Linked DNA regions of Sus scrofa: region 2 is linked to region 1. The links are chromatin contacts, called in public HiChIP or PLAC-seq maps. All regions are on one chromosome and are shown on one strand. The core of a region is the stretch at or near the end of the contact, and the rest is flanking DNA. Distances in the headings are between cores, read along the strand shown.

Region 1 (5,390 bases), core at 1,108-3,607:
AGAAACAACCCAAATGTCCATGACAGATGATTGGATTTGGAAGATGTGGTATATATACACAATGGAATGCTACTCAGCCATAAAAAGGAACAACATAATGTCATTTGCAGCAACATGGATGGAACTAGAGAATCTCATCCTGAGTGAAATGAGCCAGAAAGACAAAGACAAATACCATATGATATCACTTATAACTGGAATCTAATATCCAGCACAAATGAACATCTCAGAAAAGAAAATCACGGACTTGGAGAAGAGACTTGTGGCTGCCTGATGGGAGGGGGAGGGAGTGGGAGGGATCGGGAGCTTGGGCTTATCAGACACAACTTAGAATAGATTTACAAGGAGATCCTGCTGAATAGCATTGAGAACTTTGTCTAGATACTCATGTTGCAACAGAAGAAAGGGTGGGGGAAAAACTGTAATTGTAATGTATACATGTAAGGATAACCTGACCCCCTTGCTGTACAGTGGGAAAATAAAAAAAAATTATTAAAAAAAAAAAAAAGAAGCTGGAGTTGAACCTTATATCAAACTTGAAAGGGGAGATGAGACAACAGAAACACCCATAGTCTGCAGCTTAGTGTCTGAGAAGAAATTTGTTGGCCTGAGGAATAGTTTAGTAATCTACCTCAGGTGCAAAAATGAGTACATTATATTTAGGCAAATAAGGAACTGCCAAAAGAAGGAATGTTAATGACCTTGGTCCAAAGATATCTCTGTGTCCAGGTTTGCATTAGTTTCAGCACCCACAGCAATCTGCCTTCAGGTCAGAGTTCGCTTTTAACAATGCTTTTTATTTCCTAAACTGTCTGTGATCATCGATATGTTTCCTAAAAGGCATTTAGGAGTAAACTGTTTCAGTTCTAAATCATCCCTTAGCACTTACCTACCAGGCTTAATGGCTCCGCTTTGAGTTCACTGTTCTCAGAGTGGATGTGGGGAAATCAGAAGAGCAGTGGAGCAAGGCAGAAGTTCCCCTGAGTAGGCAAGTGTGGGCAAGTCACGCTTTCAAGCTCAGAACTATCATACAAAACTCATCCAAATAGAGGGTCCCCGTCTGGAGCAGTGGTTAACGAATCCGACTAGGAACCATGAGGTTGCAGGTTCGATCCCTGGCCTTGCTCAGTGGGTTAAGGATCTGGCGTTGCCGTGAGAGCTGTGGTGTAGGTCGCAGGCGCGGCTCGGATCGTAGCAGATTAAACCCCTAGCCTGGGAACCTCCCAAATGCCACGGCAGCGGCCCCAACAACAACAACAAAAAACACCTCATCCAAATAAAAACATTTCCCTTTCAAAAGAAGAGGCTCGCAAGGTGACAGCTGTAGCCAGAGCTCTAATCCAGTTCTCGCCTCCAAGGGCTCCGGTCAGGAACCGCACCCGGACTTGGGCTTAAAGCAGGAACAGACTATGAGCCAAAGAAGAAACAAAAACACGTCAGGCAACCACCTCCGCCTCGGAATACCACTTGTGAAGACTTTGCAATGAAGACGGGGGGGAAAAAAAGGGGTTTCATAAAGGCTTTGAAAACATAAATCCTATAACGCGGATCCCACGTAAGGGCCTTGGGAGAAGGGGTGCCCGCGCCCGAAGCCCGAGCTCAAGCCACCGCCAGACTCGTGGGCGCGGCGGGGTAGAACTCGCGGCGAGTCCGGGTTCCCCTTACAACCTCCGAGGAGCGGCGCTGCCATGCAGGGGAGATGGTGGGCGCGGCGTTCCACCCACTTGGCGGTGTACTCGGGTAGACTGCTGGTTAACCTGACCCTGGGTTCCGGGCCTCTAGAGGCGCCCTTGGACGGAGATCCCCCATTCCCTGCGGCCTCACCCCTCCCCCTCCCTAACCCGGGAGCCCTCCTAGCCGGTACAGGCTTCCCAAGCCCCTTCCCAAGCCCCTTCCCAAGCGCGTGCCCGGGAGGAGGCCAGCAAACCCTGAAAGGTACTGCGGCGCTGCCAGGCGTCCCCCTGTCCCTGCACAGCCTTTTCCGCGCGCTTCTTTGCCTCTTCTCGTTCCTTCGAGGAAGCTGGTGCAGAACCAAGCTGACAAGGCAGGCGGAGGAGCAGCGAGGCAAGGAAGGCGTAGGGCGCTGGGGATACAAGCTCCTAGGCTGGAGAAGGTGGGTGCCGGCAGAGGAGAAAACGCCGGCACCCCTCGGGTTTCGTCCGCGTTCTTCCGGCGCGTGGCCTTGCTCTGCACCCGCACTTTACCTGGGACCAGGCGCCCCCGGAGCGGTAGGCGGAGGCGCAGAGGCGCAGGCGGGAGGAGAGGAGTGTGAGAGCCGCCATGGTCGGGAGGGCGGCGGGCGCAGGCCGGGGTGGGAGCGCCTCTCAGTGTGTCAACTGCTCCGCCGGGGCCGCGTCGCGGGACGGGAGGAGAGAGGAAGGCACGCGAGGGGCGGGCTGGAGGCTCGACTGCGCTCTGATGACGTCCCCAGCAACCGCTCCCAGGCTTATCTAGAAGCGAGGCTGGGAGGCGCCCGCGGCCGGAGCGGGTAGTAGCGAAGGCCCCCAGCACTGCGCTGGCCTATCCTTCACGGGGTCGGGGGTGTTCCAGGCAGCCGCGCTGCGCGCATTTGCTGCTGCAGCCCCTCGGCTTTAAGTAGGTGTGTGTCTTTGCCAAGGTCAAGGATAGGTCCTGGCCTAGCAGTCCAACAGCACAGCGGGGTCTCTCACCAGCTTGTTGCTTTTTTTACGTCAGAGACTGGAACCTGCGTGCAGTACAAAAGTGAACCCTCCCGGGAGGCACACCGCCCCTCACTCCCCCGCCTCGTCAGCGTTGCCGTGTCTTCCATTTCTCAGCCCCCTTTCTCCGAAACTGTCCCTGGCTTGTGTAAAGTAAGTTTGCTCTGCGCACTTGCCGCGAGCTATCCGCCATGAAGTGTGACCAGATAGACCTGGTCAAGATTGTCCCTGGGCAAGAAGGTAAAATTAGGACTGGGCCTCTGAGACCCGATCTTAGCACACCTTCTCCAACCCCTTCAGCCAAGGCTGCATTTTTTAGAATCTTTCTGGCACTGGAGTCCCCCAAACCGAGATTACTCAGCAGGGGCAAATATACAGCTATGTATCCCTTTGACTCCTTAGGCAAGTTTCATAACTTTTCTAAGCCTAAGTGTCCTTATCTGCAAATTAAAATTGCTTATAATACTCAATACTGTCTTAAAGATTACACGAGGTAATTCATGCAAAGTTTCTGGCCCCATTATAAACAAGCAATAAATCTTGGGCATTACAAAAATTTATTCAAGCTGCAGTAGTGCATGACATGGCATATAGTCTCTAAAAGCCATACCTTTAACCAGCTCCTTGATGTGAGTCAAGTCTGATTTCTTGTGAACCATCTATGCACTTAGCAGCTGAGAGGAAGGACCAAGTGGAAAGTCAGCAAATGTTTGATTAAGGGCAGACCATGGCCTGGGAATGTGGCTGTGTTGAACCAAAGCAAAGCAAACAAGAAAATTAAATGAGCTCTTAGCTTTCTTAGTACACTGAAGCAAGGGACAATCACAGTACAGTTAAAAGTCTATCGGTAAAAACACTTGCCCTTCCATGGTATTCTTTTAACTCCAAATTCTTTTTTCCTATGAATACTATAATTTTTTTTTTTTTTTTTTTTTTTGTCCTTTTAGGGCCTGCACCCTCGGCATGTGGAGCTTCCCAGGCTAGGGGTCTAATCGGAGCTGTAGCTGCCCAACTACACCACAGCTCACAGCAACACCAGATCCTTAACTCACTGAGCGAGGCCAGGGATCAAACCCACAACCTCATGGTACTTAGCCAGTTCGTTTCTGCTGTGCCACAACGAGAACTCCTGAATACTATAATTTTAATTAAAGTCATTGAGGGAATAAAATACCAGGTTAGCCTGTCAAATTACTCAGGGAGAAATTCACTTCTTGATGCTCTATAATTTCAACACATTTTGAGATGTTGGCTAGAGGGGAATTTCAGGTATTAGAACTAAAGTCCCATTGCTAGTCCTAAAATAGCATTTAACAGCCACTGTATGGGTCTGACTGTGAAAAAGCTAACTTTCACAATTGGCTCTGCTTTTCCACTTTTGCCCTTCTAGAGGACACATGAAATGAAAAACAGCATTGGCAACTTGGTCCAAGAGTGGTCATATGACTCACTCTTGACTGGTCTCACTCTGTTCCTCCTGGCTGAGGAAAAAACACATTTTAAGTCTTATGCTAAATTCTAAATCTTATGAAAAAAATCAGCCTCATTACTCCATGATTGAAACACACTGTTCTAATTTTTGGTGACTTTACGACTCCATTTTGTACTTTTAAAATAATATATGAATATCTTCAAGAAAGTTCCTGGGTCTGATGATCGTTGTACAACTATAAATGTAATAAAATTCATTGAGTAATTTAAAAAAAGTAAGTTCCTGGGCCAGGGATTGAGCTCATGCCACATCAGCGACCCATGCTGCTGCAGTGCCATACTCTTTTTTTTTTTTTTTTTTTTTTTTTTATCTTTCTCTCATTTTTAGGGCTGTATCTGTGGCATATGTAGGTTCCCAGGCTAGGGGTCCAATCGGAGTTGTAGCCACCAGCCTACACCACAGCCACAGCAACTCGGGATCTGAGCCGAGTCTCTGATCTACACCACAGCTCACGGCAACACCAGGTCCTTACTTAACCCACTGAGCAAGGCCAGGGATTGAACTGCGTCCTCATGGATGCCAGCCAGGTTCATTAACTGCTGAGCCACGACGGGAACTCCCAATGCCATACTCTTAACCCACTGCACCACAAGGGAACTCTGGAGGGATTTTTATTTAAATTCCCCCCAAATATGATGTATTAGCATCATCTCTCATTACTGAAAGGATATTCTGCCATCACAGTTGGAAGATTTCTCCAGGTTGATAATCAGGGGCATTTGAAGACTTGTTTTCAAATGTTTTTTGATTGGTTTAACTAGTTATAAGGGTTCTTAACTAGGTCATTTTAGTCTTAAAAAAAGTCATTGTGGCTCAGTGGGTTAAAAACCAAACTAGTATCCGTGAGGATGTGGGTTCGATCCCTGGCCTGGCTTAGTGGATTAGAGGATCCAGCATTGCCATGAGCTGTGGTGTAAGTTATAAACATGTCTGGAATCTGGCATTTGCTATGGCTGTGGCATAGGCCGGCAGCTTCAACTCCCATTCAACCCCTAGCCCAGGAACTTCCCTGTGCCAAAGGCGTGGCCCTAAAATAAATAAATAAATAAATAAAAATACATGCTTCATTTTATATAGTGATCCTCTAATATGTGAAAAACAATTCCCTTCATACAAGTATTTTTCCTCTAGTAAATTTGAAACACATAAATTTGAAATTTTACATTACTTTATAAATTTAAGTAGTTTTACAATACAAATCATCATTCCCTAATTTGCCT
Region 2 (5,469 bases), core at 2,816-5,315, 48 kb after region 1:
TTCTCTCTCCACCTTCCAAGGGCTCCTTTTCTCGCTCCCATAAGGATACCCCATATGCCACAGAATACAGGATTCCACAGTTCTCTAGTATCACCTCCATGTATTTTTTTTTTTTTTTAACACAATATGAGCTATCACGTTATGGAAGTATTACATTAACATACATTTATGTATCCACAATTAAAGTATGCATTATGTATTTGTGCTGCTGTTCTTACTGTTTTGTGTTTTCCAACTTCTAGGAAAATTTTCAAGTAGAATGTTTTGAAGCATATAAACTTTTAAAAAAAAATAAAATCGTATTCCTATATTTGTGTCTTTTTTTCTTTTATATCTAGGTATTGTGTCAGAATGAAAACTTTTTTTTGTCATTTCTAGGGCCACACCCAAGACGTGGAGGTTTCCAGGCTATGTGTCCAGTTGGAGCTGTAGCCGCTGGCCTGTGCCACAGCAACGCCAGATCCGAGCTATGTCTGCGACCTATACCAAGCTCTCGGCAACGCCGGATCCTTAACCCACTGAGCAAGGCCAGGGATCGAACCTACAACCTCATGGTTCCTAGTCGGATTCCTTAACCACTGAGCCACAACAGGAACTCCAGAATAAAAACTTTTATCATCTTAGTTTACTATTTGTAACCAAGCAGGACCCTATTGGGCCTTCCTGGGATAGAACCTCTCCCACTCCTCCACTTGGCTCTTGTTTGTAGAAAAACTAGCCACCTAAGCCTTCCTTCCCCAAGTTCCAGAAATAAATTTAATCATAGAAGTGAGAAAATACAACAAAGGATTTTTTTTTTTAAGCACCTCACCTGTGGCATATTTTTAGTTCCTGGGCTAGGGGTTGATTTGAACTGCAGTTGTGGCCTATGCCAAGCAACACCAGATCCGAGCCACATCTGTCACAATGGGAACTCCCATAGGTAATATTCTGTCACCTACACTACAACTTGCAGCAATGCCCTAGATCCTTAACCCACTGAGCAAGGCCAGGGATCAAATCCAAATCCTCAAAGATACTATTTTGGGTTCTTAACCTGCTGAGCCACAATGGGAACTCCCATAGGTAATATTCTGAGCTGTATTTTTTTTTTTTTGCTTTTGAGGGCTGCACCCATGGCATATGAAGCTCCTGGCCAGGGGTCAAATAAGAGCTACAGCTTCTGTCCTAAGCCACAGCCCCAGCAATGCTAGAGCCACACTGCATCTGTGACCTGCACCATAGCTCACAGCATTGCTGGATAATTAACCCACTGAGGAAGGTCAGGGACTGAACCTGTGCCCTCAAGGATACTAGTTGGGTTTGTTACTCAAGAGTCAAAATAGGAACTCCTATGAGCCAAATCCTTTGGTTTTTCAAATACTGAAACCCCCGCCAGGTGGGAAAAGTTAACTGTATGTGGACCACAAGTATGAAGACCCCAGACCATGTGGAACCAGAAGTTTGACGGTGACTCCATATAACTCACCACCAACCAATCAGAAGAATGTCTGCAAACTGATCATGTATACCTCTCCCTCACTCTGTCTTTAAAAACCTTTCTCTCAATTCAGGTCTTTTTGAGCATTAATTAGCTGCCCATGCTCCTTGTTTGGCGTCTGCAGTAAACACTGCACATTCCTTCACCACAACCTGGTGTCAATAGATTGGCTTTATCGCACATTGGTGAATGGACACAAGCTTTCGAATAGGGTTGTTTAGCAGTAAGGAATATGGGTTCTGGAGCCAGAGGCCTGAGATAAAATCCCAATTTCTAACTGTGACTTCACATAAACTATTTAACCAATCTGTGCTTTGCTATTGTTTACCACAGGGATAATAATAGTACCTGCCTCACAGGTTATTGAAGAGTTAATATTCAAAGTGCTTTCTTCAGGGCCTAGCACATGGTAAGAGTTCAAAAGAGTTAGCTACTACTATTATTTTACTTAATGGCCAGTTCTGTATATTGGCATGCCTCATCATGCTGAAAAATAAAATACTCATCAACCAGAATAACTGACAAACTTGTTCTGGCCAGTGAGCAAGCACTCAATGCCCTTTTCTAAGTTCAAGTGGTCCTGGCCATTCTAATGGGAAGCAGTTTTCAGAGAAGAAATCGTTGGCTGGATAGGCATTGCAAGTGTTTGTTATAAGTATGTTCAGAAGAAAACCTACCATTGATTTTCATAAATTTTTCAGTCCCAGCCCAGCCTCCTCCAAATGTATATATACCTGCTGTGTACCCAACTTCTACATTCACCAATCAGTTTGATTGACTTGGCTTCTGGTCTCTTGCCTTTCTGGTCTCACTCAACTCACAAGTCAGATGCATTTAACAAATATTAGTCATCTAAATATTACACATACCCTATTTAAAAATAGATTACGTTGGGAGTTCCTGTGGTGGCTCAATGTTAATGAACCCAACTAGTATCCATGAGGATGTGGGTTTGATCCCTGGCCTTGTGTTCTTTCCTGGTCCTAGAGAAAGGAGAAATGCCAATAAATTCATGGTTCTTTTTCTTGTCAGTACAGCCTTGAAGAAAACCTGAAATTGGATTGGTTGTTGGCGCCTTGCAATGGCATGTAAATAAGCAATGAAACTTTAAAATTCACATGTCACAACCTCAGTTATCAGGCTTTATTGGATTTCTGTTATTTGACATTTATTTATTTAGTCTTTTTAAGGCTTCACCTGTGGCAAATGGAAGTTCCCAGGCTAGGGGTCGAATCGGAGCTGTAACAGCCATAGCAACTGCCAGATCTGCGTGATGTCGGCAACCTACACCACAGCTCATGGCAAGACAGATCCTTAACCCGCTCTAGCAAGGCCAGGGATTGAATCCATGTCCTCATGGTTACCGGTCAGGTTTGTCACTGCTGAGCCAAAAAAGGGAATGCGGTGTTATTTGACATTTACATCCCCATTTATTTACTTTTGAAGTGTAAATACAAGCTCATAACAAGCTTATAAACGTTGTGTCCATTGTTAAGCATTAAGCACTCCTTAGGTGGAATACATATATGGATATAGCAATAGATAGGGAGAGAGAGATTCAGAGAGAGATTGATACATATTATTACTACTATTATTATTATTAGGGCCACACCCACAGCATATGGAAGTTCCCAGGCTAGGTGTCAAATCAGAGCTGCAGCTGCTGGCCAACACCACAGCCACAGCAATGTCAGATCAAAGCCATGTCTTCCACTTACACCTCAGAGCAACATGGGATCTTTACCCCACCCCACTGAGGGAGGCCAGGGATTGAACTCACATCCTCATGGATACTAGTTGGGGTGGTTACCGCTAAGCCACAAAGAGAACTATATTATGTTAAATATATGTATTTAAATATTTGTATACTTACAACTTATGTTTCCTGTAGCCTATCACTATCCTTAAAGGCTTCAATGGTTTTATGAAGTTACTGATCCTATCTTCTCTTTTGAAGACTTTAAAAAAATGGGATTAAATTTTAATGGATGACTTTTGGTTATATGTCAGAATATTTTGACAATTGAGACAATAAGACAACGGTGGGCAGAGGTTGATTGCAAAATATAGAAATTTCCGTATTTGAGTATTTTCACGAAGAGAATGAATGGTTGCATGCCCTGGATATTGTAAGCAATTGCTGGTTGACAGTGAGTTTAAACCAGGTTATGTACAGCTACTAAGCACCAAACAGTGGAAGAAGGCCATCTACTGAGTAAGTAGGAGTCATCCAGGCCTCAGGCAAAGTGGAAATGGGTCCCAAACAGAGGGAACACCTGGGATAAAATAACGAAGTAAAATAAAGGGGCAGAGGGCGAGAGATTTTATAGCAACGGGAGAGGTCAGCGCACCCAAAGCGAAGGGGGCAATGACTGTTGGTGGGAGCCTCAGGCTCAGACGGGAAAGACCCCGAATTGGGCCATTTCTCCGTTACCTTCCATGCTGTGGAGGTTTCTCCACCAGAGTGGGATTGGTGATGGACCGGCCGGGGGGGCGGAGCTTGGGAGGGACTAGAGGGAGGGAGGCGGGGAAGGCGGGGGAGGTGGAGGGGAGAAGGGGGCGGGGCGAGGGAGCCGGAAGGCTGACGTGCGTTGCTTACCGCGCCGACGGCAATGGCGGGAAGCGAGGCTGGCAGCCGAGGCAGTTCTCCTCAGCCGCATCACAGCGACTGGGGTCGCCTGGAGGCTGCCATCCTCAGCGGCTGGAGGAGCTTCTGGCAGTCGGTGGGGAAGGAGAGGGCGGCTCCAAGGGCCTCTCCGGAGGAGGCGGACGAGGAGGGCAATCCGTTGTCGCGGCTGCCGGTGAGCGTCGGTCGCCGGCCGCGGAGGACCCAGGGCCGGGCCGGGAGGGGCGCTCGCTTGGGCGGCTTCGGGGGTCCTCTGTGGGCCTGGTCTGTGTCTCCTCTGTGGGCCTGGCCTGTGTCTCGCCACCTCCCTACAACCATTCCGGGCAGTCTCATCAAGGGAGCAGCAGATGAGCAAGAAAGGCCGTGGTGTTGACCGCTGGTGCCAAGCACCTGGCCTAAGGTCGCCGCGAAACTCACCTTCAGGGGCGCCCTGGTAACCAGCCACGTCACCCTCAGGGTTTCTACCCCCGGCACAGGTCCAGGGACAGGGACACCCCAAACTTCATCAGGTTAGGGAAATGTGGAATCCGTTCCAGACGTTCCGGTTAGCGTGGGAAAGCATCCAGCATCTGTATTCTTAGCATCTTCCCAGGCTCCTTGTACAAAAACACCTGGGGGTCCCGCAAAGCACTCTCCGAGGGTTTTGCAGCTTTTATCTTACAGTATATTTCAAGTAACAAACCTGCCGGTCAGCTGAAAACAAATGACTAATAAGTTACAAGCGCCTCAAGTTACAGCAGGCCAAAAGAATAACACGCATCGTTTATTGTCAAACTTTTCAGGTAGATGGGAAAACTGAGAGGAGGAATTCTTAGAAATTATTAAAATTCTGTATCTCAGCTAGGCTATTGACACCACCCCGTCTAATGTGCATCAGGAATTGAAAACTGCAGGCTTAAATTGCCTCCAGATTCTCTTCCTTGCCAAAGTTCTTTGAAATAAGGGAATTTTATGGAAGAACTCTGCTGACATATTTACTCTTTGATCAATGGTAAAATGGGAAGTTTATCCACTTGATAAAGATTTTGTTTTGAAGAATAAATTATTTCATTAATTTATTCAGGTAAATGATGTGGCAAAAAATATCCATGGGGAGAAATTAAATGAATTGGTTATTTTCCTTGAAAAATACCAGAACGTCAGATGTTTTTTAGGAATGTTTCAGTGTCTCAAAAATTAAGTGTTCATTTATGATTCTGTCTGGGTGGCAGGAAATTAACTTAAGGATGATAGATTTAACCTTTTTGGGGGGGAGGGTTTAGGCCACACCCTTGGCATATGGAGATTCCCAGGCTAAGGGTCTAAGTAGCTGCTGGCCTACACCACAGCAATGCCAGATCTGAGCCGTGTCTGCGACCTACAC

Evidence for each region. HiChIP or PLAC-seq counts read pairs in DNA pulled down with a chosen protein or histone mark.
Region 2: a contact with region 1 is called in an H3K27ac HiChIP or PLAC-seq map of alveolar macrophages. The contact joins the promoter of FBXO4 here to the promoter of OXCT1 in region 1. A contact is called at or near these places in 2 of 47 Hi-C or Micro-C datasets (epiblast stem cells and psoas muscle) and 1 of 2 datasets of contacts at active chromatin or transcription factors (alveolar macrophages).

What each region holds. Positions count from the first base shown.
Region 1 is chr16:26,657,382-26,662,771 of Sscrofa11.1, forward strand. It overlaps OXCT1 (3-oxoacid CoA-transferase 1), which reads right to left and starts at 2,358. Exons shown (of 17, transcript NM_213938.1): 1 at 2,205-2,358. The coding sequence starts at 2,282. LOC106505880 (a long non-coding RNA gene) reads left to right here and starts at 1,414. Exons shown (of 3, transcript XR_001300716.2): 1 at 1,414-1,935.
Region 2 is chr16:26,703,412-26,708,880 of Sscrofa11.1, forward strand. FBXO4 (F-box only protein 4) reads left to right here and starts at 4,066. Exons shown (of 8, transcript XR_002339734.1): 1 at 4,066-4,281. C16H5orf51 (UPF0600 protein C5orf51 homolog) reads left to right here. Exons shown (of 6, transcript XM_003133915.4): 6 at 1-308.